Regions from separate parts of the Mus musculus genome. Here regions 2, 3, 4, 5 and 6 are each linked to region 1. A link is a contact called in public HiChIP or PLAC-seq and promoter capture Hi-C data. All regions are on one chromosome and are shown on one strand. Each heading gives the region's core, a stretch centred on a gene start, on an enhancer-like site or on the middle of the called end of the contact. The rest is flanking DNA. Distances are from core to core; before and after follow the strand shown.

Region 1 (2,769 bases), core at 160-2,659:
CCCACCGTGCCGCTTCTCAAAATTGTGCCCCTTATTTAGAGAGTATTTTCCATAAATCCATTTCTTGCATAGGTTTTTCGTTCTCTAAACAACCAATGCAAGACTTTCACAGAACACCAAAAAATTCATCATTCTCTTCCACAAATACCAACTCCAACTCCAGCCCCAAACAAACCCAAATGCATTCTGATAGCAAGAGAGAATTTTTGATTAAAATCCCACAGTGAAGTTTAAAGGCAGTTTTTAAAGAATAAGTTTACAAGACATCACAAACAGCGAAGCCACTTTAACAGGACACAGCTTGCTCCACAAACATCACATAGAGAATGCACACAAACATGCACACTTAAATAGAAAACATTTCTTTATCAACAATTTTACTCAAGCAATAAGCAACTCCACTCACAGGCATATTTAAAAGACAAGACATGACAAAAGATTTAGGGAGAGATAATATACCAACGTCATACATATCACAGCGAGGCCATGTTGAAGCTCAAAACGTTTTCCCCCCTGAGTAAGAAAGCTTGTTCTTTTTCTCCCTCTCTTTCCCTGTCTCAGACTGTCTCTCCTGATTTTTTCCCCCTCAGAGGCTCTTGGGATGAAATCAAAGTGAGAGTTCGCAACAGCTCAGGTGGCTGGACTCCATTCAGCGCGTTCCCAAGAAAAACATGAGTATGACATTGACAAGCAGGAGGACTACAATCACGGCAAAAACGACTACAGTTTGCACATCCAGGGTCATGGTGCAATGCAGAACACTGTAGTGTTCCAGGTGGGGGGCCGGCAGATTGGGAGATGTCAATCTCTGTTCTGTCAGACTGTCCATACAGCCACCATGCTAAAAAGGAAAGGAGGAAGTCAGATGGTTAGGGAAGGTCTGGGTTTGGTCCCCGAGTTTGGTCCGGGGGAGGGAAGGGGGTTGGAGGCAGGGGCTTTTGCTTCCCTCCCCCTCTCGGGACTGGGCTGATCTTTCCTCCCTAACTGAGAAATCTTAGCTTAAGCTGAAGGTAGCAGAGTCCAGCATTCTCTCTTGGGCGCCACAGAAAAATCAAAATCCTGCTTTTCAAAAAGAAAGGCAAAATGAACCTATCGGTTCTCCAGAGTCTGTCCGGGCATGCGTCTGTCTGCCTAGCTGGCTACCGGTCAGTCTCAGTCTCCCCTACTCTTTCTAGTTCATCAGCTTCCTAAGATCTCTCTCGTCTGCTAGCTCTCTTCAAGGGATTCCAGGCTACCAGCCACTCTTCCTAGCCTTTCCTAGCTTGCCCTCTCCCTCTCCTCTCCCCACCCCCACCTCAGCCGGTAGGTTGCCTTTTTATTCACGCAGAAACTGGGGGCGCCAGCGTGAGTCTCTGACAGAGACGCTGACAAGAGAACAAGCCAATAGCAGATGCTGCAGCTGCGCATTCAGTGCCCGGAGGCGAGACTTGAGCTGGTGTGCTAGCAACGACAGCCAATCGGAGGACCCAACGCTCACAGAGTCGGCTCTCTCTTCGGGAGCCACCAAAAGCCAGTTTTTACGTGGGGGTGTGGAACTTGTGGGGGAAGGGAGGGTAAGAGACTGAAGGACGAGGAAAAAGACTGAGAAAGAGGGGAGGAAACAAACAGAATCAAATGAAGGGGAACAAGCATAATAAAAGGAGGCAGGCAGAGAAAGTCATGGAAAGGAGAAAGAGAAGGAAAGATGTGATGGAATAAAAGAAGAAATCGAGGATATAGTGAAGAAAGAGAAGGGTGAGGGAAAGGCAGGATAAAGAAAAGAGAGAAATGAGAAGGAATAGAAAATGCAAATAGGTAGGTTGATAGGTAGAAACGAAGCATATAAGTTGGCAGCCCCTATAGTCAATAGGAAGCAATTGTCTTTGGCCACTGCCTAAAACTAAATTGCAGGCCACTGACCGTCAGCAATAAAATCTCACAAATCAGTGTTGTGGGCACAACCATAGGGGCACCAACTTGTTAACAATCCAGTTCCATTTGGCTTTCTCTGCTGTTGTCGCCCTGTCCTGCTCTGAATGTGATTTCATCACACTACAGTTAACAGGCACTCTCCCAGCCCTCTGAGTATGAAGAAAGAAAGCCAGCTATGGGTTAAATAGTTGTTGTATATAAACTTTTCAAGAACTTGCCATCTACTTGTAGCCATTGCTTTGTTCAGTGTTTATAGCTTTGAATGGACACTCAGAGGAGGGTTCAAATGTACTCCTATTTATTTTTGTCTATGTAACGTTCAGGCAATGTCTCCAGGTTTCTGTCTCCTTATTGTTGCATGGGGACTTAAGCTTCCCAGAAAATAAAGTGACCCCAGAAGTCCAACTTCAGAAATATACATGTAAGTTCTACAATGGCCTGGGCCCCAAAGAAAGATGAGCTCCCTTATCTAGATAATCTCTCAGACCCTTTCCTCTTCTTAAGGTTCCTATAGCCTTAGGAATCAACAGATAGTTGACAGCGGAAAGAAGAAACTGGATTAGCCAGAGATATAACAAACTGAATTTTGGAACTGTGAGCATACTATGGACTCTTAAGTGGAATGGGAATTGTTTGCTATTCTCTAGAAATCTGTGAATCTTAGAGAGTCATTATCTTAATTAAATTATTAGAAATTTCGAATGAGTGCAGGTCATAAAAAAATAGTCTCAGTCCCTCCAGATTAGAATAAACTCCAAATGAGACCACACTTTACACATATTGGCCCATAGAACAATCGTTTGTGAATGATTCTTGACAAAACAATAACAAAAAGCCTGAATCAGATCAATCTTTTAG
Region 2 (2,732 bases), core at 220-2,719, 530 kb before region 1:
CTTTTTTCCCCTTTAAAGCTGTTAATGAAGAAAACCCTCTGTTCTCTAAAAAAGATACCCAAGCAGCAAACTTGTTAATATTTTATGACTAATTCAATTGACTTAGAAGGAAAAATTCTAAATCTGTCCTGTGTATTAGAATAGGTTACTTTATGTAATAACAGCCCCTTAAACCTTGACAGATTCTCCTAAACCCATTTAAAGAACGTTGTCCTAGGGTCACAAAATGTTCCAGTACCTGTGCGGGGTGCTGCCCAGAAGTCTATCTTTACATTTTACTTCTCAGTTTTTCCTATTATTTTTCTTTTTTCTGCAATAAAAGAAATAAACCATTACCAGGGAAAAAGAACCAAGGGCAGGTAAAGGTGGGAAATAAATAGCACACAGCTGTGGCAGCTCCATAGTGAGCACTATCAAGGGCCCTGATATTCTCATGAAGTATGGAGAACATAGTGATCAAATTACCAGTCATCCACTTGGTTTTATAACGTCTTACTTTGTTATTGGGTTGATTTAAAACAAATGCCTACAACTCCACCTGGGAAAAGTAAATTGGATCATCCCCAGCTTTCTCCTCTCTGATTGCTATAATTTACAAACAAGTACATCCAGGATTTAGATAAAATATCAACCATTTTTGAGGGTGATAGTCTATTAATGAGAACTATAAAGGATTTTCTACACTTTAGAGGCCATAGTGGCTTTAATTGAGCTTACAGCCAGTTTCTTTTTACCTCTGCCACTGCATTGATTCCTATTGCAAACTCAGTTCTGGTTTCCGAACGAAGCTGAAAGGGCATGGCCTGTGATTCTTGTAGAAGTCCTGGTATATAGGTACAACTACAGATGGTTGGAAAGGTACAGTGGCCTTACTCCAGAGAATGGCCTGCCTGCTACTGTCCGGATACTTGCATATAAAATGATTAGAATAATTGTTAAAAATTGCTTTCCTTGGTAATTTAAAAAGACCATTAACCCCATCCTTAAAATGCAAGCGGATGGGGGCATCAATGGGAACAAAAAGCCTCTCGATTTCAAATTAATTCGTGATTTTAAGTTGCAATTACTATCTTGATTCATTCTATAAATCCCCGTGTAAGCGCTACTGACCTCCCACCCCGCTTGTTGCTCATTTTTTGCCTCCCATTTGTTCAATAGGAATTTTCGTTTTATGTGAAGATTTTAGAATTTTAAGTCAGGTGTATCTAAGGCTTAATCATTGGAACGTGGTCAAATCATTCTGTCAGATTGTGTGAACCAAAATAAATAGAAAATCTCGTGTTTTTTTCTTTTTCTTTTCTTTTTAAATTGTACTTGGAGACTCAGCCTCTGACTGAGAACTAACGGGGACAAACCTACGGATGGCAGCGAGGGGTCAATTCACCACAGGCGTTGGGTCAGGGGTGGAGGAGTCGGAAGTGATTGGGATTTGGGGGAGGAGATTCGCTCACACATTGGAGCTGAGCCTTGAGCGGCCATATCTGCCGCCGCCGCAGCTGTGAGTGCAGCATCTGCGCTTAGCTGCCTCCGCGCCGCTAAGGTTCGCGTCGCTCGCCCGTGGCCCGTGGCTGTTCCTGCCTTACTACCACCGGTAGAACCCTCTCCTCCTGACCTGCCTACCTCGCTCCTTCTCCGCCGCACCCCGGCTGCTCACACCATGGATCTCGGCAGCAGCAGCGACTCGGCTCCCGACTGCTGGGATCAGGTGGACATGGAAGCCCCGGGTTCGGCTCCGAGCGGGGATGGAATCGCCCCCGCAGCCATGGCAGCGGCTGAGGCCGCGGAAGCCGAGGCCCAGCGCAAGCATCTCAGCTTGGCCTTCAGCAGTCAGCTCAACATCCACGCCAAACCTTTCGTGCCTAGCGTAAGCGCAGCGGAGTTCGTGCCGTCCTTCCTGCCTGGATCGGCCCAGCCGCCCGCCCCCACAGCCTCCAGCTGCGACGAAACCTGCATCGGTGGCGCCGGGGAGCCTGAAGGTAAACGGATGGAATGGGGAGCACCTGTAGAACCTTCCAAAGATGGCCCTTTAGTGTCGTGGGAGGGTTCCAGTTCAGTTGTTACCATGGAACTTTCAGAACCTGTTGTAGAAAATGGAGAGGTGGAGATGGCCCTAGAAGAATCTTGGGAGCTTAAAGAAGTGAGTGAAGCAAAGCCTGAGGCTTCTTTGGGAGATGCAGGGCCCCCAGAAGAAAGTGTCAAGGAAGTGATGGAGGAGAAAGAGGAAGTAAGGAAATCAAAATCTGTGTCCATACCATCAGGTGCACCTAAGAAAGAACACGTAAATGTGGTCTTCATTGGGCATGTGGATGCTGGCAAGTCAACCATTGGAGGACAAATAATGTTTTTGACAGGAATGGTTGACAGAAGGACACTTGAGAAATACGAACGAGAAGCTAAGGAGAAGAATAGAGAGACCTGGTACTTGTCCTGGGCCTTAGATACAAACCAGGAAGAACGAGACAAGGGTAAAACAGTGGAAGTGGGCCGTGCGTATTTTGAAACGGAAAAGAAGCATTTCACAATCCTAGATGCCCCTGGCCACAAGAGTTTTGTCCCAAATATGATTGGCGGTGCCTCTCAAGCCGATTTAGCTGTGCTGGTGATCTCTGCCAGGAAAGGGGAATTTGAGACTGGATTTGAAAAAGGTGGACAGACAAGAGAACATGCAATGCTGGCCAAAACAGCAGGGGTAAAATACTTAATAGTGCTTATTAATAAGATGGATGACCCCA
Region 3 (2,770 bases), core at 57-2,556, 550 kb after region 1:
TTCAATAAGAAAGTCTTCTTTCTTTACAAATGTGTATAGACACTTCTGTTTGTTGATAGGACTTACTTCTTTATCAATACAATAGATGCAGCTAGAGCATGTGACCAAAGGAAGGCAATTTAGTGTTTAGACACCACTGAAAATACAGTTTTTAAAATATTTACTGGCTCTCTGGTTGCCATAAAGTTTCATTTTAAATTTATAGTCCATTTGAAAATTATATCTTATTAACATTTTTAGGGCTTTGCAAAGGTTTTACATGGCATAGGCTTTTAAATAGTATCTAAAATGTATATTTCATTAGATTATCATTCAGTAGGGTATATTCTGTAAATATGCACATACTATTTATACATTGTATTATGTTCAGAATTAATTACATGTTTTTGTCTTATAATTACACATTACAGAAAAGTTAAGGCTGATTTTCAGAAGATCAATAGCCAGCAGAAAATGACACAAAATGTTTTATGTATAACCATTGTTTAAATGTCAGTTTTTAGTACTAGTCTTTTAACATTAATGAGTAGTTTTGGAAAGATCACTGGATGTTCATTAGTTCCTGGGCTCACACAGATTTCTTTTCCAGATGAAAATAGAAAATGTATGTAGGCATTTTATACACTTCAATCTGAGAATGTGTAAAACCTATCTACAGTTGGGTGACTAAGGTCTGGAATTAGAATGAAACCAGACTACTCTCGGAGGACTTTATTAAGCTAGAATGTTCAACTAGAGAGCAGGCACTTTGTCTTGTATTGTACAGAGTGATGAGCCATTGCAAATAGCTCCTTTTTTATTGAATGCTTACTCTGTGTCACAGTAGGTTATGTATGTTAAGTGCTTCACGTACTTTTTCTCTTCATCCTTATAAGTATTCAGAGTACTGTGTTTCTCATTTACAGTTGAAGAAACAGATTTAGAGAGGTTAGAAAAAGAACAGAAATACAAATTTGGCAGCAATTCCATTCTCCTGACCAGAGGCAAGTGAGAGTTGGGAGTTTTATAAAGATCACTCTGGTAAAGTACAAGAAAAGCCTGCAGGAAAACCATCCATAGTTCACATGCCTATCCAAGGATCTCATCCTAAGTCTCCAGGCCTCTCCATTTCAGAACATCTTGGACCTCTCCTCACGATTCTTTTACCCTGACGTTAGGGCCTGCCTAGGAAGTGGGGTTTTGTTCACTTTTTCTAGGTCGCAAACCAAACTCGTCCGAGATCAGACCGCGGCTCCAGTGGTCCCTGGCGGGGGTGGGGCGCATGCGCGCGGTTGCTAAGAAACGGCGATCCAGGCGCCGCGGTGGTAACTGCGCCGGGGCTGTGTGTGTAGGCAGCAGCGCCAGAGGAAGAGGAGCACGAGGATGCAGCTGCGACCGCGGCCCCAAGAGGGAGCAGCCACTGTTCTGTGGTCGCGGGGCCAAAGCAATTGGAATTAAGCCTGGGGGGTCCTGTTGCTGAGAGGACCGGGGCAGACGGTCCTGCCAGAAGCGCAGGCCTAGTATTCCGGGAGAGTTCGGTCTGCTGGGCGAAGGCCTGCCGCCTTTGCTTCCTCCTGGCCCTCCAAGTCGATGGTGGTGAAGTTGGTGGCCGCCAGGGGCACAAGCGCCAGGCTGGTTCTCTTGCACCCGGCGCTTATCTGGCCCTGCTTGAACAGCTGCGACGCCGCCTCCTCTCTTCCGCGGATCCCACCCTCAGCGGCGGGGGAGGGGGAAAGTTTTCCCCTCCGCAGGGGCTGCATGGTGCGAGGCGACAACAAGACCTTAGGAGAGTAGGGGTGAGTAGTGGCACCGCAGTCTCCTGGTGCTCAAGCTGTTTTCTGGTCTTAGGGTCTCTGGGGCCCCAGCAGGCCAATGAAGCTCTGCACTCTCATTCAGAAGCTTCTGACACCCTTCCTGCATCTGCTCGCGGGTAATTTCTTCCAGTTAGTTTTCCTTTTGAAAGCCGTCACTTTGTGATCTCAATCCTGGCTTCCAGAAACATAGTGTCAGTGATTAAGGCCTGGGGTTGCTTCTTAGATGCTGATGATTCTAAGTACAGTCGTGCACCTTCTTAGTCTCTGGTCTGGAAACAGATTCTTCTAGTGCCCTGTTCACATTTTACTCCTTGTTCTAACTGTGGCTCTGACTCTTGATCACGGGAGACAGCCTGACCTGACCTGAGGCTTGTCAAGAGCCCATCCTCCGCATTGCTGATGCTTCATGACGAAAGAATTGACCAGATAGCTTGAGTGGTACCTTACTTTGCAGTATTGTTTATACTCATGTGCAGTAGGCAAGCCATATGCCTAGCCCCTGATTCTTAGCATGTAAAGCTAGGCAGATATTAGTTATGTTAAATAATAGTGATAATAAGACAAAACTAGTGACATGTCCTATTTGACAACCAAAGTACCACCAAACTTGAGAAGTGGACAAAGTAAAATATTGACAATAGGGGAAACATTTTACAAAGTATTCTTCATCAAAAATGACTCACGTCTTCATTTAAAAATGTGTTGGTGAAACTTAGATACTCTTAATAAAAATAAAGATAGTTGTGACTTATTTGTTCTTCTTAAATTAGAGTATAAGGTATAGTTGAAAATAGTCAACTTCTCTCAAAAACATTTGGCCCAAGACACCCAAAGTGAGACTTTGGATACCATGATTAGATAAGGTTCTAAAGTTGCAAGGCGTTTTTCACAATTATTTTGAGGTGTGAGACTGTTACTTTAAAAGCAGATGTGAAAATTTACAGTTCCCAGTTGACCCTTTTCAAACGTGAACTCAA
Region 4 (2,774 bases), core at 19-2,518, 790 kb after region 1:
GAACAAGACATAGTCATGGCCACGTTAAAAAAACAAAAACAAAAACAAAACTCAGAGGTTGATTCACCCACAAAGGCCCATCCGTGGCTTTTTGTTTCAGGTAGTACCCGAATCCATGTTTACCAGTTCCCAAAGCCAACACCCCAGTCTTACCCTGTGCAGGTCTTACCTGACCAATGCCATGCCATAGAGCAGTCTAAGTTCATCAGTGCCCAAGGTACCGGCTGCATCGATGAGCTTGCATCTTACCAGGTCAGCAGTAGAAGCCACTGCCAGGGGCAGTTCGTTGCCTAACCTAAAGGGCCACAGCACCATCATAAAAATCAGTACATTGTTCTATCCTCTACCAGAGAAGCTTGGTCGTTGTACTATACACCCCCCACCCCCCCCCTACATACTGAAAAGTGCACGGAGATACAAAACCCTGTGGAAAAGACGGGGTCAAGTCCCCGGGATCCAACAATAATAAAGGAATTGAGAAGCTGGCTGGGGTGAACAGGACATCAACAGTTGTGTGGACACAGTCCGTTTTCTCCCCGCTCAAATTATTTAGGTATGGGAACCCCAAATCTCTATATCCCGCCCCCATCAAACGAACTGAGCCTTCTCAATCCTGAATCTAACCTAAACGGTGACAGTCCAATCCCTAACTGGAACCAGAAAGCCACCCTAACATATCAACCTACTCTTTTAGTCCCGGGCTCAGGTTCCCTCTATTTTGGACATAAAACTTAAACCTCACAGACACAAAAATATTATTGGAACGTACGCCCTGTTTTCCTTCGACGAGTACAGGAGCATGGCTGCAACTTTTCCCCAGGCACTTAGGAGAGAGGCACCATAAGGCAATTTCAGGGAAGGCTATAGAAGATGTGGCCGTAGGGGAATTCGACCAAGGAAGGAGTGAGGCACCACCAGCGCCCAGGCAGGAGGGTTGACCCGGCCGCCTTACCTGCTCCTCCATACTGTAATTCGGTTCAGCGCATACTGCTGCAACTTGTGATCATCGCAGAACAGATAAACCGTCACTTGCTCCCACTCAGCCCTGCTGAGCCAAGAGACGACGATACCCCTGGCACTCGGCGACTCAGGCTGGTTCTCTTTGAAGGACTGCCCGTCCCACGCACGCCACACGCGATCCATGCCCTGGGAGCCAAGAGCAGGTCTCCGCCCGGATTCCCAACCTCAACTGAAGTGCGCAGCATGCTGCGCTACACACTGCCCTTGCTCCAAACGGCACACCATTAGCCAATTGGAGAATATGACCCCGACGTCAGCCCGCCTCTCAACGTGACTGTAGCCAATAGGAACGTGGGACACAGGTCTGACGTGCGGAATTCTGGCACCGCTCGCTGCCGGAAGCGTTCATTCACAAAGCCGCCTACCCAGAAACACAGTCCTTTCAGCTTCTAGGTTCCCATAATTTCCTGTCTTGTTGAGCGTCGTCTGTCCCAGCGTGTATGGACTTTAAGGAGAAAAACAAAAACAAAACAAAACAAAGCTTTGCGCCCCTTGGCGGTCTACGGAAGAATTGCTCTCGATTACAGTACTTAGGGTGCTTTCAAGGTTCTTTTTTTTTTTTTTTTTTTTTTGGTTTTTGGCTTTAAGATTTGGTAGAACAAAATCGGCTTTCTTGACAAGTACTGAGTAAATTAATAGCAGCATGTTAGGAGGAAGGAAAGAGAACAGTGTGAGAAGGGTCAGAACCAGTAAAAGATGATAATAGGGGCAGGAAGTTAATATGAGCAAAGTACATGCGTGAAAATGTCATAACGGAACCCACTATCTTATATGTTAAATAGCGGTAAGAGCACTGACTGCTCTTCCGAAGGTCCTGAGTCCAAATCCCAGCAACCACATGGTGGCTCACAACCATCTGTAATGGGATCTGATGTCCTCTTCTGGGGCGTCTGAAGACAGCTACAGTGTACTTATTTATAATAATAGTAAATAAATCTTTGGGCCGAACTGAGCAGGGACTGAGAGAGCAGGGCTGACCTGGGGGAGCAGGGACTGAGCTCGCGGAGTTGATTGGAGCAAGCGAGGTCTAGAGGAGCAAGCAGGTTGACTGGAGCGAGCACAGGTCCTAAATTCAATTCCGAACAATCAGATGAAGGCTCACAACTATATGTACAGCTACAGTGTGTACTCATATACATAAAATAAATAAATAAATAAATAAATAAATAAATAAATAAATCTTTTTTAAAATAAAAGCATTACTAAGAAATATGTAAGCTGATAGATGCCCGTTGCACAGTGATTTAAGGCCTGAATGACTGGAATTAGAATTATCTTGAGAGTATAGAATCAGGGTTCTAGTCTTACCTTTCCTTTGCCACTATCAATGTGACCTTGGACAAGTCTCTGCCCCTTTCCTGAGGTTATTAGTCTAGACTCCAGTTATCTACCACATCCCTGTGCAAATGCTTTCAGTTAATACTCTTTCCCTTGCTTTCATATGACTCCCCATAACACTCATGAATGACTTTCATGTTTATCTCCCACTACAAAGCCATCTATTGTGTTGTTCTTTAAGTATTCTCCCTATGACGATAGCCTAAATAAAATAATTCTTCTAGTTGACCTGTGCATTTTGTCATTTTACTGAAGTTGGTTTTGTCTTTATTAATTTACCAGTGAGGACACTGAAGCTCAGCCCTGTGGCCTCGTATGGGACTGCTAAGAAAGGAGGTAAATGAGCCAGAGGTGGTTCCATTGTTCAAATGGCAGAAGACTGGAGTGCAGATCACCTGTTAACTCCAGTGCCACAG
Region 5 (2,706 bases), core at 10-2,509, 620 kb before region 1:
GGCTGGTGCGGAATGTGGTGCAAGCTCTGAGCCCCAAATGGGTTTAGAGACGGACTGGTTAGGCTTGAGGTGGGGAGCTCAAGACCCGAGGAGGGAGGAATCAAGGAGGATAAGCCGAGAGGGTGGAGGGGGAGTCTCGCGGCGTGGAGAAAGGGAGGGTGGAGGCGAGAGGTTGGGGGATGGGGCGACAGACTGCTCTACACGCGTCAGGGTTATGGAAAAAAAATGGTTCCTTACCCAACCCGCATTCTCTGGGCAGAATGCCCTGACTAACAGGGTCTCCCCTTTCTCTAAGCAGGGACCGATGGCTGAAAAGGGCCGCCCCTCCCCCCCATTCGATAAACGCTAGAAATCTGAGAGCCCGCGGTGTCTAGGCCGGAAGAAGGGCAAAATCAGATCCTGCCATTCGCGCGACCTAAGGGGCCGGGGGTGGGCGTAAACTGTCAGCAGGGGAAAAATGGGGGAATTGGGAGCGGGGTCCTCACCTGGAAGCCGCGGAGGCCTGCACCGCCGTCCGGTTTCTGAGCCATAGCTCTCGTCTCCCTGGCAAGAGCAGAGCCTAAGGGGGGGGGTGTGGGAGAGAGGAGCTGGGCATTACACTACAGAAGGAAAAGACATAGGACCGAATTCTGTGTGCGTGTGTGCTTTGATTCTGGGGGCGGGTGAGGTGCCGAGTCCGGGGGGAGAACCAGGCCTAAGCGGAGCGGGAAAAGTAACCGGTCGTCCCGCTAGACCATCTCCAATCTCAGACGCGGCCAGGGAAAAGCTTCAGCGCTGCCGTTTTGGAGTCAGAGAGGAGCTGTGGATGCGGTAGTTTACGGGGGCGGGGAGGGAGGGCGGCGAGCGGGGAGACACGGGCGTCCGAAAAGTTGAATTAAGGTTCTGAATTCAGAGGAACCATCTAACGGGATCAAGGTCGGGAAATAGGATTCGGGGAGGGAACTGGAGAAAAGATTCAGGGGGACGGACGGAGTTTCAAATTAGAAAAGGGTCGGGAGCAGGGTCTGAATCCGGGAGCAGGCAGAGCAGGGGGCTTCCGAATCCAGGGTGAAGGGACTGGGAGAAAAGAATGGCGGAAGGACGCCGCGCCAGGGGGGCAGATGCCCCGTCTGGGGGCGAACCTCACCTTGCCTCAGGGCCGAACCCCAATCCCTTCGCTGTTTCCTTCTTCGCGACTCAAGAGGATCGGGAATGGCTCTGTCCGGCTCTCGGCACCCGCACTCTCTCCGCGTCCAGGAGAAAATGCCAGCGCGGCAGCTCGGGCGACCCCGCCTCTCCGCCTAATATACCACCCACCGCCTCTGGACGCGCCGCGCATGCGCAGCAGATCACTGTCCAAATAAGAGTCCCGCTTGCTTTCCCAACAAAAGCTTCATCCCAGAGCCATTGTTGCGCATGTGCACTTGGAGGAGAGCCCGCCTCCTTGCCAGCACACTATCCCACCGCCAACCAGGTTGACAGTGGACAAAGGTTCCTCCTCCCCTTCTCCTTACGCATCCACTCCTTCAACAGATGCGCAGCGCCTTTCGGTCCCACCCCCTGGCCCGACACACCAGCCCCCTACCTTTCTCCGCAATGCGTCTATGCTCAGTCCCGCCCTTTTTCCCGAACTCTCTCTAGCCAGGTCCGCAGCTCCCGCCCACCCCCGTGTGCAGAGCCCCGTAGGTAGGCCCCCCGCGGGGGTCTCTTATTTCGAAACATGCTAGGCCTCTGCTGAGTTCACCCACTCTACGACGCAGAAACCTTAAAGGCCAGAAAAAAAAAAAAAACCATTGCAGAGATACCGGAGCAAGGGTCGCCCGGGGGGGGGGGGGATCTATAGGTTTCCTCTCACTGGACTCAGAAAATGAGCTTTTTCTCTCGCCCTTTTGGCAGTTTTTGCCCATCGAAACCCTTTTTGAGGGCTGGGTTAGAGAGGTGAGGGAAAGGCGTTGGGCTGTGGGGTCTGCCCTGGGGCTTGTTTTTCTTGCAGGCTGTTTTAGGGAGATGGATGGAGTGCAACATTCTCATTTAACACACCAGGTAGCTAATGCAGAAGCCCGGGGCATTGAGCTGGTACCACACAGAAAGGCCAGAACCTGCCCCAGCACCGCTGCGCAGGCTGGTAATCCCAGCACTCTGGGGACTCAGGGAAAGCCCTGAGTTCCAGGCCAGCTGTGCAACTCTGAGACTTGATCTAAAAGACAAACAAAACCATCCATGAGGGGCCTGGATTTTCCTGAGTGTAAAATCTAGTCTGAGAACAGGGGCACTCCTTCAACCTCTATTGGAATAACAAGCTGTCCTCTCCCCAATATTTGTTCCATGGGAATAAGGCTTGTGTTCTAGGAGGCCTGGCATGTGTGGGGACCCTTTAGGTTCGTTCTGTGCTCCTCTTAGTAGGCAGTCTCCAGGAGCGAGACCGCAGGCTTTCTTGGTGACTGCTGGAGCGGCCAGAGCATTCAGGTGTGTCTGCCTTGTTCTTGCAGAATGAAGCTGGCCTTGGCTTTAGAATTCCGGGAGGAGTGTCTGCCCTATCTGTCCCTCGCTGTGTGAGTCCCCTGAGATATAGTCACTACACTTTAGTGGACTTCTCTGAGCCTGGTTTACTCACTACTATCCAAAACAGGAATCCCGCAAAGAGGGTCGTGCCCAAGGACACACAGCCAGCTGTGCTTCCAGGACAGCTGGGGAAACAAACGCAGAAAGATGGCATACAGATGCGAA
Region 6 (2,755 bases), core at 98-2,597, 930 kb before region 1:
TGTTAGAAAGAGATACTGATCACTTTTAGTCACAGTCTCTTGAAAAGTTCATCAGGATATTCATTTAGAGAGAAGTGGCGATGTGGGGGTGGGGGATGGGCTTCGGTGGTGGAGCTAGAGACAGGGGAAGCAAAGAGATCTGTTAAGATCAGAAATGGTTAACGGTTGTCTTAATTTTTAACTGGTCGTAGAACCAGTGGCTTCAACTGTGTATTTGTCATCTACAGCTCTCTTACAGAGATATATAATAAATTTACAAAAGTCTTACAGTGTATTTCCATTTTCTTAAATCAAGTAAGGGTAGTATTTAAAAGCCATGACCTAGAATTCTAGAGCAGATTTGTAAAACAAACAGACCCCTCCTCAAGGAACAACTGAAATTGGTGCCTTCTGTATATTCCTTCTTGCCTATTTTGATGCAAAACAAACCCGCTTTTTTAGCTCGTACTTTTCTACCTTTGGTGAAGATAATGCCATTTTCGATGACTCTTTCCATCTCTGGGAAATTTGCATGTGAAACATGTAATTTGCATGCGATAAGCTAAGTGGAACCGTGACGCAATGATTCATTGCAAATTGCCTTATAAAAAATGATTGCCATTTGGCGTCCACCTAGTCACTTTTATAACAGGTACCATTGGCAAAACTCCCCTCATCCGACGGTGTGCAAGATGCAAAAATGGAATTTTCCAGGTTTCCTAGCCCTCAACTTGCGCACTGTGTGTTCGCTGCAGCGCCACGGGGCCCACCTCCGGGCCAGGCGGAGTGACCCTGCTGCAGGGGTGGAAGTGCACGGCCGAGTCTCTCCAGCCTCGACGGCAGGGCTCTGAGGGTCAACCTCAGCGGATCCCTCCTGCAGAGCCCCTCTACCTCCTTTCTCTCTGGCCCCGGCCCCGCCGCGTCACCCCCCAACCCCACTACAGTAGCAGGCCCGCCTCTGGGGCAAGGCGCGCAGCTGGCGTGGGACAACCCTCCCTCTACCCGGTTCCCACACCGGCTCCCGTTCCGTGGCGCCGGAAGTGACGCGCCTGGGCTGAAAGATGGCGGCATTGGCGTTCAACCAGGGGGAAGGTAAACACCCGCCAGGCGGCGCGCCGGCCCCCACGGGGCGCCTTCAGGGGCTAAGGGGGCCTCCCAGGCCTGCTCCCTAACCCACGGCTTCCAGTCCCCGCCCTCTCTCGGGGACAGGCTCGGCTCTGCGTCCTCGAGACCCTGGCCCGGGCCCCTAGCCCGTGGGCCCCGCCCCCCTGGGCGGGCCCCGGGCGGCTCCCTCGGCCCGCAGGGGGCGCGAGGCCCGGAGCGGCCCCTGGCTCGTGGCCCTCTCACGCCCCGCCCCTTTCCCGCCCCTTTCCCGCTTTCCTCCACCCCCGGCGTGGGTGATCCCGAGGCTCCGCGCGCTTTGGGGGCAGAAACCCGGAGACGCCGTCGTGTATGTGGTTCCCGCTGGCGTTTCTGTTGCCCTCGGCCCCCTCAGCTGTCCCCCAGTTGGTGGTCCTGAGTCGCCTCTCCAGCCGAGCCCCGTGCAGTGCCGCGACATCCCCCGGTATTGGCGAGGCTGGGCCCCGGCCCCGACGCCGCGCGCGTCACGCCTAGCCCAACTGTTTGGACTCGCCACTCAACCGCTGTCTTCTTTCCCAGGACTGTTTCTCGGGGGGCCTCGGGCTTGCGAGCTCGCCCGGCGCCGGAGCGCTCCGGCCCGGCCAGGGAGCGGCCCCTTGTAGAGGTTCGAGGAGCTATCGCGGTCCATCCCGGCGCCCGACCCTCCCACCGTTCGGCCACTGGCCCACTTCTTCCTGATGCAGACTGCCGTCCACTAGAGGCTGGACAGGACCCCCGAGGTGCGTAGCCGCCCCTGGCCGCCGGCCTGCGGAGCCCAGGCTTTGCTCGCGGCCCCGAGGAAGGCACGGGTTCCGTGGCCCTCACCGCACTGGCCGCACTCAAACATTTTGTAGATGCTGGGAGCTAATTTGTCTTTTGAGTTTACTTAAATTGTTTGAAATGTAAATTTTTTTCTGGTGGGAGGGGGGAGAGAGAGAGAGAGAGAGAGAGAGAGAGAGAGAGAGAGGAGAAAAAAAGGAAGAAGCATAATTCAGCCATTTTTTGCAGCATAGAGCTGCAGGTACCATGATTATTTCCCCCTTAACCGGTTCCTTCCCTTTAAAAATCCTGTTTGTGCCTTAAATAGAACTATGCGAAATGTGCGGCATAATGCGTGCGGCATAATCAGAATGTCTGGGTCCGACTGGGCGACTGAGAAAATCTCGCACTGAGGAGATCTCGGACGGAGCCTCAGTTTCTTATCTATGCGGTGTAGTCGATAATAGCCACATCAGAGAGGTAGTGAGGACTATATGAGGTCATATATGTGAAAATAATCTATAGCTGTATAGTGGTGTAGGAAAATGTAAGGTCATTTTCTTTAGGTAACCTTTGCTTGAGTGGTTAATGTGGCTAACTGTTGCTGCCTCTTCATTTCTATATTATAAGTAAATAAGGACTAGCAGAACAGCGCAGTGATGGATAGCTGTTTAATAGTCAGTGTTCGTTGGCCTTCCCTCTACAAAATGCCAACTGCTTATTTAAATAACGGTATCCTTTAATTCAAATTTAATGTTACTGTAGGGCTTTTCATCTTTCTAGGCCTCTCAGCCCCCTTTCTTATTCAGAATATTTAACACCTTATATTTATTTAGTCTTTTTTATTTTTAAGAGGTTCACTTCCTTTGTCAATCTGATTTACTGTTGTCATTTTAAA

The links. Promoter capture Hi-C pulls out the DNA fragments that hold promoters and counts their contacts. HiChIP or PLAC-seq counts read pairs in DNA pulled down with a chosen protein or histone mark.
Region 2: a contact with region 1 is called in a promoter capture Hi-C map of hippocampal neurons, with 4 times the contacts expected there. The contact joins the promoter of Gspt2 here to the promoter of Arhgef9 in region 1. A contact is called at or near these places in 4 of 39 promoter capture datasets (the 3T3-L1 cell line, cranial neural crest, embryonic stem cells and 1 more) and 1 of 115 datasets of contacts at active chromatin or transcription factors (astrocytes).
Region 3: an H3K27ac HiChIP or PLAC-seq map of embryonic stem cells shows a contact between it and region 1, with 3 times the contacts expected there. The contact joins the promoter of Zc3h12b here to the promoter of Arhgef9 in region 1. A contact is called at or near these places in 2 of 39 promoter capture datasets (cranial neural crest and pre-B cells) and 2 of 115 datasets of contacts at active chromatin or transcription factors (both in embryonic stem cells).
Region 4: a contact with region 1 is called in a promoter capture Hi-C map of liver, with 3 times the contacts expected there. The contact joins the promoter of Las1l here to the promoter of Arhgef9 in region 1. A contact is called at or near these places in 8 of 39 promoter capture datasets (the 3T3-L1 cell line, cranial neural crest, liver and 3 more), 1 of 484 Hi-C or Micro-C datasets (liver) and 1 of 115 datasets of contacts at active chromatin or transcription factors (astrocytes).
Region 5: a contact with region 1 is called in a promoter capture Hi-C map of liver, with 2.9 times the contacts expected there. The contact joins the promoter of Maged1 here to the promoter of Arhgef9 in region 1. A contact is called at or near these places in 3 of 39 promoter capture datasets (the 3T3-L1 cell line, hippocampal neurons and liver), 2 of 484 Hi-C or Micro-C datasets (cardiomyocytes and uterus) and 1 of 115 datasets of contacts at active chromatin or transcription factors (astrocytes).
Region 6: a promoter capture Hi-C map of liver shows a contact between it and region 1, with 3 times the contacts expected there. The contact joins the promoter of Klhl15 here to the promoter of Arhgef9 in region 1. A contact is called at or near these places in 3 of 39 promoter capture datasets (cranial neural crest, liver and pre-B cells).

Annotation. Positions count from the first base shown.
Region 1 is chrX:95,165,130-95,167,898 of GRCm38.p6, forward strand. It overlaps Arhgef9 (CDC42 guanine nucleotide exchange factor (GEF) 9), which reads right to left and starts at 1,410. Exons shown (of 10, transcript NM_001290385.1): 1 at 471-1,410.
Region 2 is chrX:94,634,600-94,637,331 of GRCm38.p6, forward strand. Gspt2 (G1 to S phase transition 2) reads left to right here and starts at 1,470. Exons shown (of 1, transcript NM_008179.2): 1 at 1,470-2,732. The coding sequence starts at 1,658.
Region 3 is chrX:95,710,372-95,713,141 of GRCm38.p6, forward strand. It overlaps Zc3h12b (zinc finger CCCH-type containing 12B), which reads left to right and starts at 1,307. Exons shown (of 9, transcript NM_001034907.3): 1 at 1,307-1,775.
Region 4 is chrX:95,955,706-95,958,479 of GRCm38.p6, forward strand. Las1l (LAS1-like (S. cerevisiae)) reads right to left here and starts at 1,269. Exons shown (of 13, transcript NM_152822.3): 1 at 953-1,269; 2 at 170-295. The coding sequence starts at 1,143.
Region 5 is chrX:94,540,766-94,543,471 of GRCm38.p6, forward strand. It overlaps Maged1 (melanoma antigen, family D, 1), which reads right to left and starts at 1,260. Exons shown (of 13, transcript NM_019791.3): 1 at 1,127-1,260; 2 at 486-559. The coding sequence starts at 530.
Region 6 is chrX:94,233,583-94,236,337 of GRCm38.p6, forward strand. It overlaps Klhl15 (kelch-like 15), which reads left to right and starts at 1,348. Exons shown (of 3, transcript NM_001039061.1): 1 at 1,348-1,838.